2 separate regions of the Sus scrofa genome follow, and region 1 is linked to region 2. A link is a contact called in public HiChIP or PLAC-seq data. All regions are on one chromosome and are shown on one strand. Each heading gives the region's core, a stretch centred on a gene start, on an enhancer-like site or on the middle of the called end of the contact. The rest is flanking DNA. Distances are from core to core; before and after follow the strand shown. Region 1 overlaps CAMK2D (calcium/calmodulin dependent protein kinase II delta). Region 2 overlaps CAMK2D (calcium/calmodulin dependent protein kinase II delta).

Evidence for each region. HiChIP or PLAC-seq counts read pairs in DNA pulled down with a chosen protein or histone mark.
Region 1: an H3K27ac HiChIP or PLAC-seq map of skeletal muscle shows a contact between it and region 2. The contact joins two enhancer-like sites. A contact is called at or near these places in 1 of 47 Hi-C or Micro-C datasets (embryonic fibroblasts) and 1 of 2 datasets of contacts at active chromatin or transcription factors (skeletal muscle).

Annotation. Positions count from the first base shown.
Region 1 is chr8:109,124,761-109,131,795 of Sscrofa11.1, reverse strand. All of the region lies in intron 4 of CAMK2D (calcium/calmodulin dependent protein kinase II delta), which reads right to left. Among named protein-coding and RNA genes, the nearest start is that of CAMK2D, 210 kb to the right of the region's middle. Within about 2 kb of position 3,510, at least 6 of the 83 cell types and tissues checked have an H3K27ac peak or open chromatin away from gene starts, as enhancers often do. A contact at or near this core is called in skeletal muscle, where this site is marked.
Region 2 is chr8:108,973,003-108,980,303 of Sscrofa11.1, reverse strand. The region is part of intron 2 of CAMK2D (calcium/calmodulin dependent protein kinase II delta); the gene reads right to left. Among named protein-coding and RNA genes, the nearest start is that of CAMK2D, 61 kb to the right of the region's middle. Within about 2 kb of position 2,738, at least 7 of the 83 cell types and tissues checked have an H3K27ac peak or open chromatin away from gene starts, as enhancers often do. A contact at or near this core is called in skeletal muscle, where this site is marked.

The DNA.
Region 1 (7,035 bases), core at 2,261-4,760, 150 kb before region 2:
ACAGCTAGGTTTTTCTCCCAACTAGAATCTATGATGATAATGCAATCACACAAGATGCTCTAGACAAACTATAAAACATACTAATAATTAAATATTAGACAGAAAGCACTTCCAACAAATCCATTATTATCTCTATAATGATGACAATAGTTTTACAGGATTTCTTCCGTTGAATGTAACCAGTGTAGATGTGATATATTTGTATTTATCTGTTTCTGACCAGAGGGACCTAGAAAATCTGTATATATTACAAACAATTTTGGATTGCTAAAATGTTTAACAAATATTGATTAAAAAGCCTATTTTCATTAACACAATTGTTGCTGCACATAGTTGGTCTTTAAATATATTATATACTTCATGAGGACTGTCAGATCCTAAATCCCTGGGATCAGGACTTACTGATCTTTGTTACCTTAGCACCTAAGCCAGCAACTAAGACATAATACTTGTTCAATGAATGAGTACTGAAGTAATGATTAAATAAATTAACCAAGTTAGAAAATCATGCTACTCATGTATTACAAGTCTAGACTTTACATGTGCTTTAAAAGGAAAAAGACAACACTAAAATTGAGCTATACATGACAATAAGTTTTATTACTTAAGGTTGTGCATTTAATATTGAAAAGTCATTTATAACTATTCAACAAATTTAAGGGGTACAGAGTTTTATGCTGAGTTTTAGATTATGCAGTCAACTGTCTCTGAAAGTACTTCTTTCTCATTTTCTAGCATTCATTTTTCTCATTATTTAAAAATATTCTTGTGCAAAGAAAGAATATTTTTAAATAATATCATTTTTTATCATTATCATTTTTGCAGTATGTATGATAAATGTTTAAGAAGAAAAAAATGTAATTCTAATAGAACGCACTGCTTTAAAGAGAAACTCTTGAATTTTCTAACTTTAACACATTTTTATACTTATCGTTTAATGGAGCACAAAATTAAGCAGTAGTTATTACAGATTTTTGAAAATTTCTAGTGTGCTATGTGAAGTTTCATACAGGATCACAAAGTAAATCAGTCTCATATGTAAACTTAATTGAGATTTTGTGAATAAACTGATGTTAAGGATCTATGACATGAGGCATATCAATTATATATCTGAAGCATAAATTATCATTTACGAACTTCTAGAACATTAGGGCTTACAGGAAAAATAGAGATAATTCTAGCACTATGAAAAGAAGAGACTCTACATATCAAAAAGAAGTATTTTTGTTGTTGATGTTGCTATTTATGGGGATGCTGATTCACACTGTGTTATCCAGCAAGAATGAATTATTTCTGCTCCTAATACATATTTGTGCGTTATTTTGGAAATGGCTGAAAGTAGTTTCATCTTGAATAAAACCTTTATGATAGTTCATGAGGATCAGAGCCTTGCCTACAACACTGAGCTGCTGCTGGAGTCCAGGAAATCCAAGACTGGGCTCTGGAAGAGAAAATGGGGCCACATTAACCCCCAAACCAGCAGTGATGCAGAGATTAGGCCAGAGCCTGGGTGGCAGGGCAAAACTCAGGAACCTCAGGCTGTAGCCACGCTGGAAAACAGGAACCCAGAGCAGGGCCCAGCTAACTCACAGTGAGGGGGCAATCTCTGGAAAGCAGGCTGGAGTATCTCCTAGAAAAGGGAAGAATGTGCCCCCTTCCCCCAAACTCTCAGTATAAAGCTGAAGAACAAGCCCAATGAGCAGAGGCTAACCAGGCCAGAAATTCAAGGCTCTAAACAGAGATGGCAGGAGTCACATTAGCAAAGAATCCCCACAGTCAGATTTTTGTGCAAAAACATTTCAGAGGCGGCATTGCACTTGGGTGACTGATATGCCCTCTAGCGATCTCCAGGGCAGAGGCCAAATCGGTGACGTATTCGTCTGTGCTACCCGCATGGTGGTCAGCACATGGCCTTCCATGCTCTTGAACAACAGCAGCAACATCCACTGGGTGCTCACTGCGTGCCAAGCCCAAGCACCATTCCAGGTCTCCACAGGTTGTAACACGCCCTCCTCAGGAGGTAGATACTAGGGCTATTTCCATGCTACTCATGTGGAAACTGAAGTAGTGGAGATTAAGGACCTTTCCCTAAGAACACACAACACAAGAAAGAAAAAGGGTTTATTTATCCTCATTGTGCTACCTGGGTAGTTGCCTCTTGGCCACAATCTGGAGAGCAGAAGGACAGGTGAAAGATCTCTGGAGCCCAAAGGATCATGTGGAAAGCCTGGGAAGAACAGTGACATAATGGCATTGCCACTTAGACCCCCCTTTTAATTCTCTGATTAAAGTCAGACCAACCGCTGATGAAGGCTGATCCGAGTGAAGCCGATCATCATTCATTAACAGGAGTATGACTGGCTTTTTTGGCCAGACAATCCTTTACCACATAGGCTAGTCCCTTGAATGGCAAGACTGTTAGCACCAGGCCCCACACTAGGGGATGGCAGTACGACCTTGTCAGTGTGCCAATCCCGCTATTCCTGTCACCCCAAGGTCCCCCGAGGCACCCCTGATGAGAACTGCTGAGCGAAGGGAACAAGTCTCTGGAGACAAAATTGAAAAATTAGGCCTTCTGAGCAGCATCTTCAGCAGACAGAGTCAATCAAGCCAACCACTGGGGCCAGGGCCCTTTGGACAGACATCTGGGATTGAACACTGTGTCTTCAGCCCCTTACAGGGTGCCTGGCATATATAAGGGGCTTAATAAATCCTTGCTGAGAGAATAAATTATTAAATGATTAAATCAGTGAGTGAAATCATAAGCATCAGCCCACAGTTTTATGGTTTAACCTGTATTTAAGCCAGAATTGGGAGGAAGGGACCTAACTACCTTTCATGCTATTTATCTATCAATCTCTAGACAAATCTTGCTGATTTTATCTCCAAAAGAGGTCTTGAATCAAGACTTCTTTCCATCTCCATTACAATGTCACCAGCCCAAGTCCTCACAGTCACCTGCACTGCTGCAACAGCCTCCTAACTGGTACCATCTCCTCTCTTGCCCCCTGCCATCCATTCTCCAGGTAGCAATTATATGTACATTGAATTCTGTCTCATGCCTACCTGAAGCTCTTAAATACCTGCCCACTGTTTTTCCTGGCAAAATCCTCACATGACGCACCTGTCTCCTCCCTTCCCTGGTGCCCCTCTCCTCCTGCTGTGTTCCTCAAGGGCACAAGCTCCTTCCCGTCCCTGGGCCGTCTCACATGCTTGTCTCTCTTCCAGAACACTCCCATCCTCTCTACCTTTCCTATTCGGTGAGTCAGTCCCTCTTACCCTTCAAAATCTGGCTTAAACTTTACATCCTCAGGCGCCCCACTTGTCTAAGTTACCTAACCCCCTTAAAACTTGGTGTTATTGTTCATAACACGCATCGCCAACCTCATTATGTGTTTATTTGTGAAACCACTTGTTTCATGTTTGTCTCTCCAACTAGTATGGCTGCTCTGGGAGGGTAAAATCTGTCCCTGCTTTTCCACTGTAAAATAACAAGTGTTGACTCATAGGGCCTGTGACAAGCTCATTAAATGCTTGAGCGAATGATCCCAGAGTTTCATATTTCACAGGGAGTCGGATGTGTGGGATGATCGCATATCAATGCCATAATGTTGATATTCCTGACATCATATCACTTACCATTACATTTTATAAGAAGAAGAAGTGGGATCTCTCAAGCAGTTTGTCCCTGGAAATTATATATATATCGGTTTTGGATTGTATACTATCTTTCCCATAAGACAGAGTTTGTGAATTAATCATGTCTAGTCACAAACACAAGAGGTATTTGTTGAATTCATTACAAAGGGGCATACTTGGATTAGAGACTGAGAAGGAATAAAAGCATGATGTTTCATGATCCAGGGAAGATAACTAGCAATGTTTCGATTTCGTTTTTTGACAAACTAAACCCATGTGCTTCCTTTTTCATTTTTTATTTGAATACAGAGACCAAGAACATCTATATGTCTAACTTCTATTTGACATTTTGCTTCTCTAGATATTTAGAAATGTCCAAAGTTCTTGGTGAATTATGAGTTTTAAGATGAGTCAAGCGAGGTAACCACGTCATGAGCAGAATCAGATGTGTCAGCCAGTTCAGATAAACTGGCAATGGTGGGCATTGGGGCAGCAGATACAAACTAGGGATGGAAGGATTCAAAACACAATTTTGGTTCATTGTTAACACGGCTGTTAGCACTTAGCTAAGATCGATGTAGCTGTAAGTTATTTTCTAGCTGAATACCTGGTATCTGATAACACCTCCAATGTAGTAGATTATGCAAGGTTGTTCAGAAATTATTTTCAGAATGGATTCCAAATTGTATAATGGAAATCAAAAAGGCTGTGAGTTGTTTTAATACAAGGTCCAAAGAGTTTCTTATTGCTTCTGAGTAGACAGATGTGCTGAATCATACTAAGAATTGCATTTGAGATAATAAAACTGAGACAGGCAATTGGAACTGTTCCACTTAAAACCTGAGTCAGGCCAGGAGGAGAGGCAGCACACTGGGGAATAATAGAAGCAGGACTGTGTACTCATGGGCACTGTCCCACCTGTGGTATTAAGCAGAGTGGGAAAGTGGAGAGTGGTGGCAGGGTCCTTATGCCCTCAAAGGAACGCTTACTTTAGTCTTGTTTTACAGTTTAATCTTTGGTGGCTGATGCTCTCCCTTCAACATCATTCCGGATTTCACCTCATTTTACTTATTTTACTTATGCCCCTTCTGCATCCTCCCACAAATCTAAAACTCACGCCAACTCTACTTTGTAATTCCTTTCTCATTCCATCTTTCTCAATGCAAGCCCAAAATCGAACCACTATCAAAAGCTCATGTTTTTAAAATTGTCTTTCCTATTTGATGACCAAGAAAAAGCATGAATGAAAACAGCACTGTCAACCACAAATAAGGGCACATGGAATAAGGCAAAAGCAGAAATAAGGTGGGGTATTCTTCTTGTTCTGTTACTATACAGACCTCAAGTGAGCAAATCAGCCATTAAGCTTAGTATATTTGTGTGTGGGTGTGGTTTAATAAGATGCCTTGATCTAAGATTATCTGATTAAATGCTCAGGCAATGGTTTGCAAAGATGTATCTATCAAAATGAATGTTTCCTGAAGGCAAAAAATTGATTGCAATGCTATGCACTTAAAAAGTTCGATACAAATTAAAACCACAATGAGATACCAATTCGCATTATTAAGAGGGCCACTATAAGAAAAAACAGAAAATAGAAAGTATTGGTGAGGATGCAGAGGAGTTGGAACACTTGTGCACTGCTGATGGAAATGCAAAATGATACAGCTGCTGTGGAAAACAGTATGACTGTTCCTCAAAAAATTAAAAGTAGAATTACCGTATGACCCAGGAATTCTACTTCTGGATATATACCCAGAAGAATTTAAAGCAGGATCTCGAAAAACTATTTGTACACCTGTGTTCAGAGCAGCATTATTCACAATAGTTAAAACATGGAAGCAACCCAAGTGTTCACTGGCAGATGAATGGATAAGTAAAATGCAGTATATATAGACAGTGAAGCATTATTCACTGTTAAAATGGAAGGAAATTCTAACATATGTCACAACATGGGTGAACCTTCAGGACATTACGGTAAGTGAAATAAGCCAGTCACAAAAAGACAAATACTATACAACTTCACTTATACGAGGTATTTAGAGAAAGAAAAAGTAGAATGGTGGTTGCCAAGGACTAGAGGAAGGCGAATGTGGAGTTATTGCTTAGTGGCTGGAAAGTTCCAGTTCTGCAAGATGAAAGTGTTCTGGAGATGGAGAGAGATGACAGCTGTACAATGTAAATGTGCTTAATACCACTTAACTGTACATTTAAAACTGGTTATGCAATTTTTATGTTATGCGTACTTTACAACTTAAAAAAATTAAAAATCAAAAGAAAATGTCTAAAAATAAGGATGACAATGAAAAAAACAAAGAGAAAAATATAACAAAGACTAAATAAATATTACTAGTTCCTATTCCTCTTTGTGGGTTCCAGAGGGTTTTAAAAAACTATCCATACCATAATCTCAAATGCTAAAAAACAGCTCTACACTAGCCATTTGTGAAAACTGATCATTTGTTTCACTTTTAGGCAGCATGGTCAAATAGAGAATGAAGCATAATATCAACTGGTTTGAATTAGTCAACTGTGTGAGGTCATATCAGGCCAAAATTGTTCTGTGCTATATTTTGCCTATTCATAAAACACAAAGAGAAAGGACAGCATTTCTTGCTATTCAGAACCACCAGACAAGGGTTGTGCAATTTATGTTCTACATGAAGGCACAAGCCAAGGGGGCAAGAGAGGGCTGTCATTCAGCCCTATTCCATTCTCTAAGCGAAGTACGCACACCAAGAGCTTCTAATGGCACAGAAACACCAACAGGGCTAACAGTGGCTCTATCCATATTTCACAAAGTTCCATGAGTAATTCAGTTCACATTACACCCTACTCACCAAGATATGATTACCATGAGCCAGAACCCCTGCGGAATACCCAAGGACACTTGGTGAGACAGACAAAGTGCTCTCATCCTGGAAATATCAAATATGAAAGTAAATGGTCTTTCTGTAGTGTCAGCAAGGTGTGAGCCATGTATAAGATCTTTTAGAAGTCCTCGTGGAAATCTTAAAATTGAAATTTAAGACTGTGCAAGCTGTATTTGGAGGTTCGCAGGACTGTTTGCCTCTCTCATGTCTTAACATAGACCATGTCTTTTTTTTGACTTAGTAGACTTAGTTAGTCTACTAAGGGATAGACTATCTCTTTGGTAACTCATGACTTGCGATGACTACATAGCTTTGCACCAGTCCTACTCTCAGTTCACCAAAATCCTGCTTGGCACATGCACGTATTTTCTGGGGATGGATGAGTTCATATAACAGTACACTCAACCTCCAGGAGACACAACAATTAACAACACAGTGCCTGTGCCTATATTAAAAAGAAAAAAAAAATAAAGGAAAAATCTCATAATCCATCCAGGCAGTAGGTGGTGAGTGCCCTGTTGAG
Region 2 (7,301 bases), core at 1,489-3,988:
ATTTTGTATCAGGAAATAAAACCATATGCCCAGACATTTTTATTTACATAAATAAGATCACACTAAATCTATAATTTGCTTTCCTTTCATCTAATGATATGTCATGTACACATTTCCATGTATGTTTACATCAGGTTTTTAATACAGCAGTCAATAATCGGAATGCCCTTGCACCATAATCTATTAAATTAGTCTCCAAGTGATAGACATGGAGATGTGTCCAGTTCTTACTATTATCAAACAATGCTTAGAAAACATTTAATACGTGAACATGTTCACTTCAGTGATTTTTGTCATTCTAGAAGTATGTTTGCTGAGTCAATGGCTCGATCTATACTTCAGTTAGATAATTATATTTCAATTACAAACTGTCTCTAAGAAGTAGTGGTATACTTTTAAAGTCTTAAAGGTTACATTAATCTAATAAGAATGGGAATATAGGCAGTCCAGCAACTAAGAACTAATATGATGTGATCGATCCTGTGCTTCTCCTACTGTAGTTACAGGAGATTGACTGAGGAACCAGCCTAACCAGACCAGAGGCACAGAAGACATTTTCTGGCAAATGGTGGAGGTAAGCACTCTCTCTTACATGCCATGAAATTAATGTAAAAACCAACATGGAAAATGCCCTTTTTATTTTGCTTATCTGATATCCTTGTCTTATTCCATTATCCACAACGCCACTCACATACTTTCGCTACCAAGGTTTTACATTTCAGTCAACATATTCTCAGAAAAACATGGACATTTAAGTAGTATAGATACCTTTTAATAGTATGTTGTGGATACTCAAGGAGAGAATCTAAGGTTATCAAACAGTTACCCCAGACCTGTCATCAGTCTATAAGCTGTAGAGACAGGTGACAGGACAACACTCCTTCTCCCTCCCATTCAGCCCCACCCCATCCAATCTCCCTCGTGCCTAAAAAGGGATTTACATAATCCACAATTATCCTATTCCCATCCACAACAAAGATGCTAAGATCTATGGGAAATAAAAGAATTAGCCCTATATAAAACAAACCATACTTTGGGAACTCCAACTTAGCTATATAGTGAGTATACATGAAATATTCTGAATACAGAGACCAAATTGTTCTGATACAAATTTAAATTAAGAAACTCATTCCTGTGCATCTACATTCATTAAAATAGACACGTCTCAACTTGTGTTTTGATAAGCCAAAGGCATCAACGTTTAGAAACAAATTTATGGACAAGAGACAGTCGTCCTTTTAAGAAAACTACTAGACAGTCTTATAATGCAAATGCTGCTGGAGAATTATGAGTCATGCTAAAAAGCTGCTTCCACTATTTGTTTATTTCATTTCAAATGACTATGTACTTAAGCATCCCACATTCCTGCTTGTCCATAATATCTCCATCTGGTATTTTCTGAATATCAAATTTTACAAAATTATTTCTGTGGAAACACAAGCATATAATATTTAATGAGCAACTGAAACTGAACTTACTTCAGAGGTACTGACCAAAGACAGCCAAAATTGAGGCTTCTTTTTATAAAAACCCTAAGAAATTCTGCCAACATTAAACAGGCAGCCATTTCACTGCCCTGTCAAAGGGTTATTTTTAATAAGCTCATAATTGTAGGCTGCCCATCTTTGCGTTTGTCAATGAAGTTTAAGTAAATTCCACCAATTCATGATAAAGGCCAAGGGAGGATAAATCCCTTGGTTAAGAAAATTGCCATATACAGAATATAATATTTCTTTTTCCTGCTGGTTCTTAGAGCTGTAACCCTGGTAAGAGAGTAAGCTATTTCAATCGCAGAGGAGTCACTGGTACCAGCTCTGCTTGCATTAATTCCAAAGCCTAATGGCTTGGGCCACACTTCCCAGCTCTGGTAACAAAGGCTTCACCTTCTTAGCTCCAAATAATGACATTAAATAGCCAACCCCTTCAAATCAATAAACAGTAACAAAAATAAAAACACTCCCTTCCAAACCAGAGAGGTATAAAACTGTAAAGGGAACACCAGAGGTCCCAGGTAAACTGTGCTATCTACCTGTCCCTGTAGAAGAGAGGAAAATGGTCGTAGCAAACTCAGCTGGCAAGAGTAGGTTCAGCTGTGTCAGCTAGTATTTGGAAAAACTGGAGCAGGTAAAATGCCAGGCAGCCTTGGGATGAGCCCAGGACACTCTAGAAGGGCACTCTTCCTACCCTCTTCAGGAATAGACTAAAGGCAGGGAATCTGATCCAGCCTTCAGAAAAGATCCAAAAGAACAGATTGCCAGAATAATTTCAAGTTCTTAAATCTCTAATAAGGTTTTAGTTAAACTATGTATGTATTCAGTCACCACTTACTGATAACCCACAAAATCAAGCACTGATGAAAAGTTAGCAGAGAAACAGATAATAGGAAACAAAGTTACTAAAGAAAAATTATCTGCACTTCTCTTGACTCCACTAATTCCCCTAAAGCACTGTTTTCTTCATGTTACATCCCTGCTCAAAAAAGCTTCCTATCCTCCCTAGGGAAAAGCCCTTTTGGCAAGCTTATAACCTATCATTTCAAACAGAAACAGTCTACACTATCCAGGTAATTAATTTCACTATCCCCAAACAGAGCTTTTATTTATTCTTGCCTCTGCTCTTCTGTTTCCACAACCCTCAACAAGTAGAATACTATTCACCTTTTTGCCTGAAGCAGGTTGGACTCACTGGTTAGCTGACTGAGATGGAGGTGAGTATGCCAAATACTGAGCAGAGAATGCTAAGGAGAGGGGAGGGGGAAGGGGAGGATAAAGACTGGGTAGAGGGAGAGGCTGAGCTTTGACAGAGCCAAGGCAACCTCAGCCAACACTTAGAAGAGCTCTGTGGCTACAAAGGCCCTTCGGAGTTGTCCTGGGTTTGCTGAAAAATGGTGAGGACTTTCTATTCCATCCTCATCACTTACTGGATATCGGCCACTCCGGGGCAGGGTGGGACCTTTGGCGAGTTGGCTCTCTGCAAAGCCAGTCCCTGAAGGGGCTGATAACATTCCCAGTAGCTGAGACACAAGGACTTCTTTGAAGGGTGACCTGGGAAGCACATCACCATGGCCACCACTCTTCCTGCCCAAATCGTCTATCCTTTATGCTTCCCCTCAAGTCCACGTCTAGGTCAGAGAGTCCCTGAACACAGAGCACTAGCACTTAATAAAACTTCAACTGTGTTACCTAACATTTAAAATGGTATTTCCCCTAAGCTCTACAAGCTACTGAAAGCTAAGAACTGTGAGTTCTATGTACTGCTAACTTCCTTAGAACGGGGATAAACAAACGTGACGCACTGGCCATATAAAAATAGGCCAGAAATGGCCCAAATTACCAACTTTTGCCTCAGAAGATTAATGCCGAATGGCAATTTAATACAAGCCGCAAATGCAAACCACATACGTAATGTTAAATTGCATAGCAGCCACATTAAAAAAGCAAAAAGAAATAGGTAGATTCAATGTTTAATGTTTTATTTAATCAAAAATATTAAAATATTATTTCAACATGGAATCAATATAAAGCTATCAAAGAGCTATTTTACATACTGCGTCTTTGAAATCCAGTGTGTATTTTAGATTTATATCAAGTTTCAATTCAGACCAGCCATATTTCAAGTGCTTACTAGCTACAAAGAGCTGTGGCTGCCACATTGGATAGCATAGCTAAAGCATACAGAGGATGATGTTTTAGTAACTTCGAACTTGTTCACTGACACAACATTTACCGAGCTCTAGCCATTGAGAATACAGACTGATTTGTACTAAATATGGGAATATATAATAGTAGTCAATTTTTGCCCTTAAGTAGCCCAGAGGTTAGTGGGGGATACAGACAGGTGATACAGTAACAATGTGAAGTGTCAGTGGTCTAGAGAAAATGCTACGGTAGAATTAAAGAGGAGAAATTAGGTCTTAATTGGTCACCAAATTTGTGAGAACTTTTTCAATGCACTACAGATTCTTTAAAATCAATTTTTTTAAAGTTGAAATAACTCAGACTTTTAAAAATATTTTTCTTTCTTTAAATACCCTGTAACCTTATTTAATTAAGGTTAAATTAAGGTTAAATTAATTTGGAATGCAATAGAATAACTCTACCACAACTGGACAAGAAGTGCACACCCTCTCATGATAAACTGATGATTCTATTTTATGAAAGGCATAAAATGTAAGGTATACTTCAAAGATATATTTCTGAAAATACATTTCAAATTTCTGCCACAGGTGCAGCTTTCTATTTCTTTTAACATCGTTTTTTCTTTAAATGACCAGGTGCGTCATGTGGTAAAATGATGCTTTCTGAAATTTCAACCAAGTAGTTGAGGAGCTATTTTTTCTTGCTTTTACACAATCAAATTTTATGATTCTCCAGAAAATATAACTGCCAAAAAAAGAGCCTTAGTAATACAGTAGTGTCCCTAAAGAGATAAAATAGGGCCTGTTTTCTCTGCAGTGTTTATCTAGGAGTCAGAGGGATACTAAAATGAAGTATCTTCTATAAATATACAAGATTAGCATTTCCATCGGTTTCTCCCAATAATCTAACAAGCTTCCCATTTTGTCTTTAACATTTCTAGCATGAAAGTAACATAATCTGCATTGTTTTTCTTTGTGCCTATTGAAATTTAATGGTTATAAGCTATTTGAATGTACTGGGATATTCTGGTACATTTTAGTAATTGTAAAAAATAAACTATACTACCAGCATTTCAACTTTGTTAACCTAAATTAACTTTATTTAAAGCAAGTACACAACTAAGTTTTACTCTTAATAGAAACATATCTTCCAACATAAGCTGATAGAGAATAAAGATACATTTAAAATTCCATCAGCACCGGAATGTCAGCTTCATTTACTTGACATTTTCTATTCCATCTTTCTCACACTGGAGCAGAAGAGTTACTAATTTGAGAAAGGAGGGAGAGAGCACAAGTAATACATACTTGTGGAAAATCTCATAAAATCTATAGTTCCTCTTCTCAGAAAAACACAATTTTCATACATATTATAAAGCTCACAGTGGATCCATAAAAGTTCATTTTCCCCAGGTTAAGAATCTTTCCACTAAAAAGCAGATTAAATTTGTCAGTGTAGAATAAGGCACTGAAATTAAATGAGCAAGAAAGTGTTATCATGGAGTCTTTTACAGCACTGCAAGTTTATGTCGCATAAGAATAAGTTGCCTCAAGAAAATAAGACTAAAAGTTAGAGTAGGTGTCAAACAAACCACAGCAGGTAAAACAAAAAATGTTGAACAGATTCTCTGGCATTCACTTACTGCTACCACATTGTGTTTGATTAGAGGTAGGGCAAGTTCCAGAAATACCTCTCCCTCCTTAAAATGGGGTGGATGGAGCCTAATACTCCCTACTTCAAAAGCTTGTTCAGATGCTTCAACTCCTCTCCTTCCTGCTCTTTGCAGGTGCCCAGCTGCCTTCTCCACCCTACCACCACCTGTAGACCCTTAACCACCTGAAGGACAGTTTGTTTAAAAGGTAGCCAGATTCTAGCTTTGCACCTTTAAAAGGTAGCCTATATCTGGACTTAGAGTAGAAGACATTTTAAGCTATTCTGCCTTTATAAGTTTTAGCTTGAGAGTTCCTGTTGTGGCTCAATGGGTTACAAACCCGACTAGTATCCATGAGGATGCGGGTTCGATCCCTGGCCTCGCTTAATGGGTTAAGGATCTCGTGTTGCTGTGAGCTGCTGTGTAAGTCACACATGAGGCCCACATCTGGTGTTGCTGTGGTGTAGGCCGGCAGCTGCAGCTCTGATTCTACCCTTAGCCTGGCAACTTCCACATACCACAGGTGTGGCCCTGAAAAGCCGGGAGGAAAAAAAAAAAAAAAAGTTTTAGCTTTGAACTAAGTGACAACATTCTGTGCTATCTCTGCAACTCTTTGGTAAATGTAGAATTATTTCAAAATAGAAAGCTCTAACAAAGGTGTGCTTCTGAGAGATTACTCAGTAGTAGTTTTTGTTTCCTCTATAGACCTATGTAAGCTAGAGGCTGAATTTTCTTTCAAAATGATGGCAGATGGGACTTATATTAATCTTCCTAGTAAGCCTCCCCAACACATTAAAAACAGGTAACAAAGAACTGTCAAAAATTTAAAGAAAACCATTCTATCAGTCTCCGAGCAAAGCATTCTCAGAGAAAAGCAGCACCGGCAGAGCTGTCAGGAAGAGCCATGCAGTCCTGTGTCACAGCAGATCACTCCTGCCTGTGCTGGGGATCAGGGACAAGAAGTGACTAGACACAGGCAGTACATCTCATGTCAAGATCAAGGCTAAAGAGATAAAACTGTTATTTTTGAAACACTGTCCAATTTAATGCCCAAATAAAGAAGATGCTAGTTAACTGGTAAGACATTAAGAGAGGGTAAAATGCTTTTCCAATAGTTGTACTGAACCACATATTTTTTTTTTCCATGCAAAATAGCTTATTTTAGGGATGCATTTTATAGAGAGAAGCTACCTTTTATCAAGGATTGATTTAGTGCTATTAAACCAGAGCTGAACATCCTCTCAAGCACTTTATGTCGTACTTACATAAATGAGTCCATAACATAACATGAGTGAGCATAAACTTTTAATTGAAAAACAAATTGGCAAATTTACAACACTATAACAAAATGAAAATGGTAGGTCCACTCACAGGTAATCTCCCATTTAAGCTGGATGAAAATAAGGTGATCCCTAGCTAAATAAAAATGCTAACTTTGACTCCTTACCCAAAACAGGAAAGGCAAAGTATTGGCATAAAACTGAGTACCAAAAGAAGTACATTCAAAATCGAAAAAAGTACTACAGTAATAACGGCTTCCAAGAAACAACATGATTTTAATGAACTACAAATGCTCTGACGTGGGAAGGAGAAAAAGCTATTTTAACAACACAAATTTAAAGAATGGTATGGCTAAAACGTGGCCTGGTATTTAGTACTATTTAACATTTCCTCCGTAAAACAGGTAATGTAATAGACAGCAAGCTTCTTAAGTTTCCATTAGTGGTAAGCCAGAACCAAAAAAAGACCTTTTGGTACCAGACTCATATAATATTCAAAATGTAGTTAGTATATTAGGAAGTTCCTATGTAATTAAGTCCATGAAGATAATTTGCATTCTCAACTATTTAGGTATATGAAATGTTTCAAGGTCCCTTTGAATATAAAGAACAAAAGCATTTTTCATCAATCACTTTAAACACTTAAAATCTTAAAAAAAATTTTTTTTCATCAAAACAGTCATTCTTATGAAGGTATTTTCTGTCATTTTGCAAAACAACATGTGGATTATA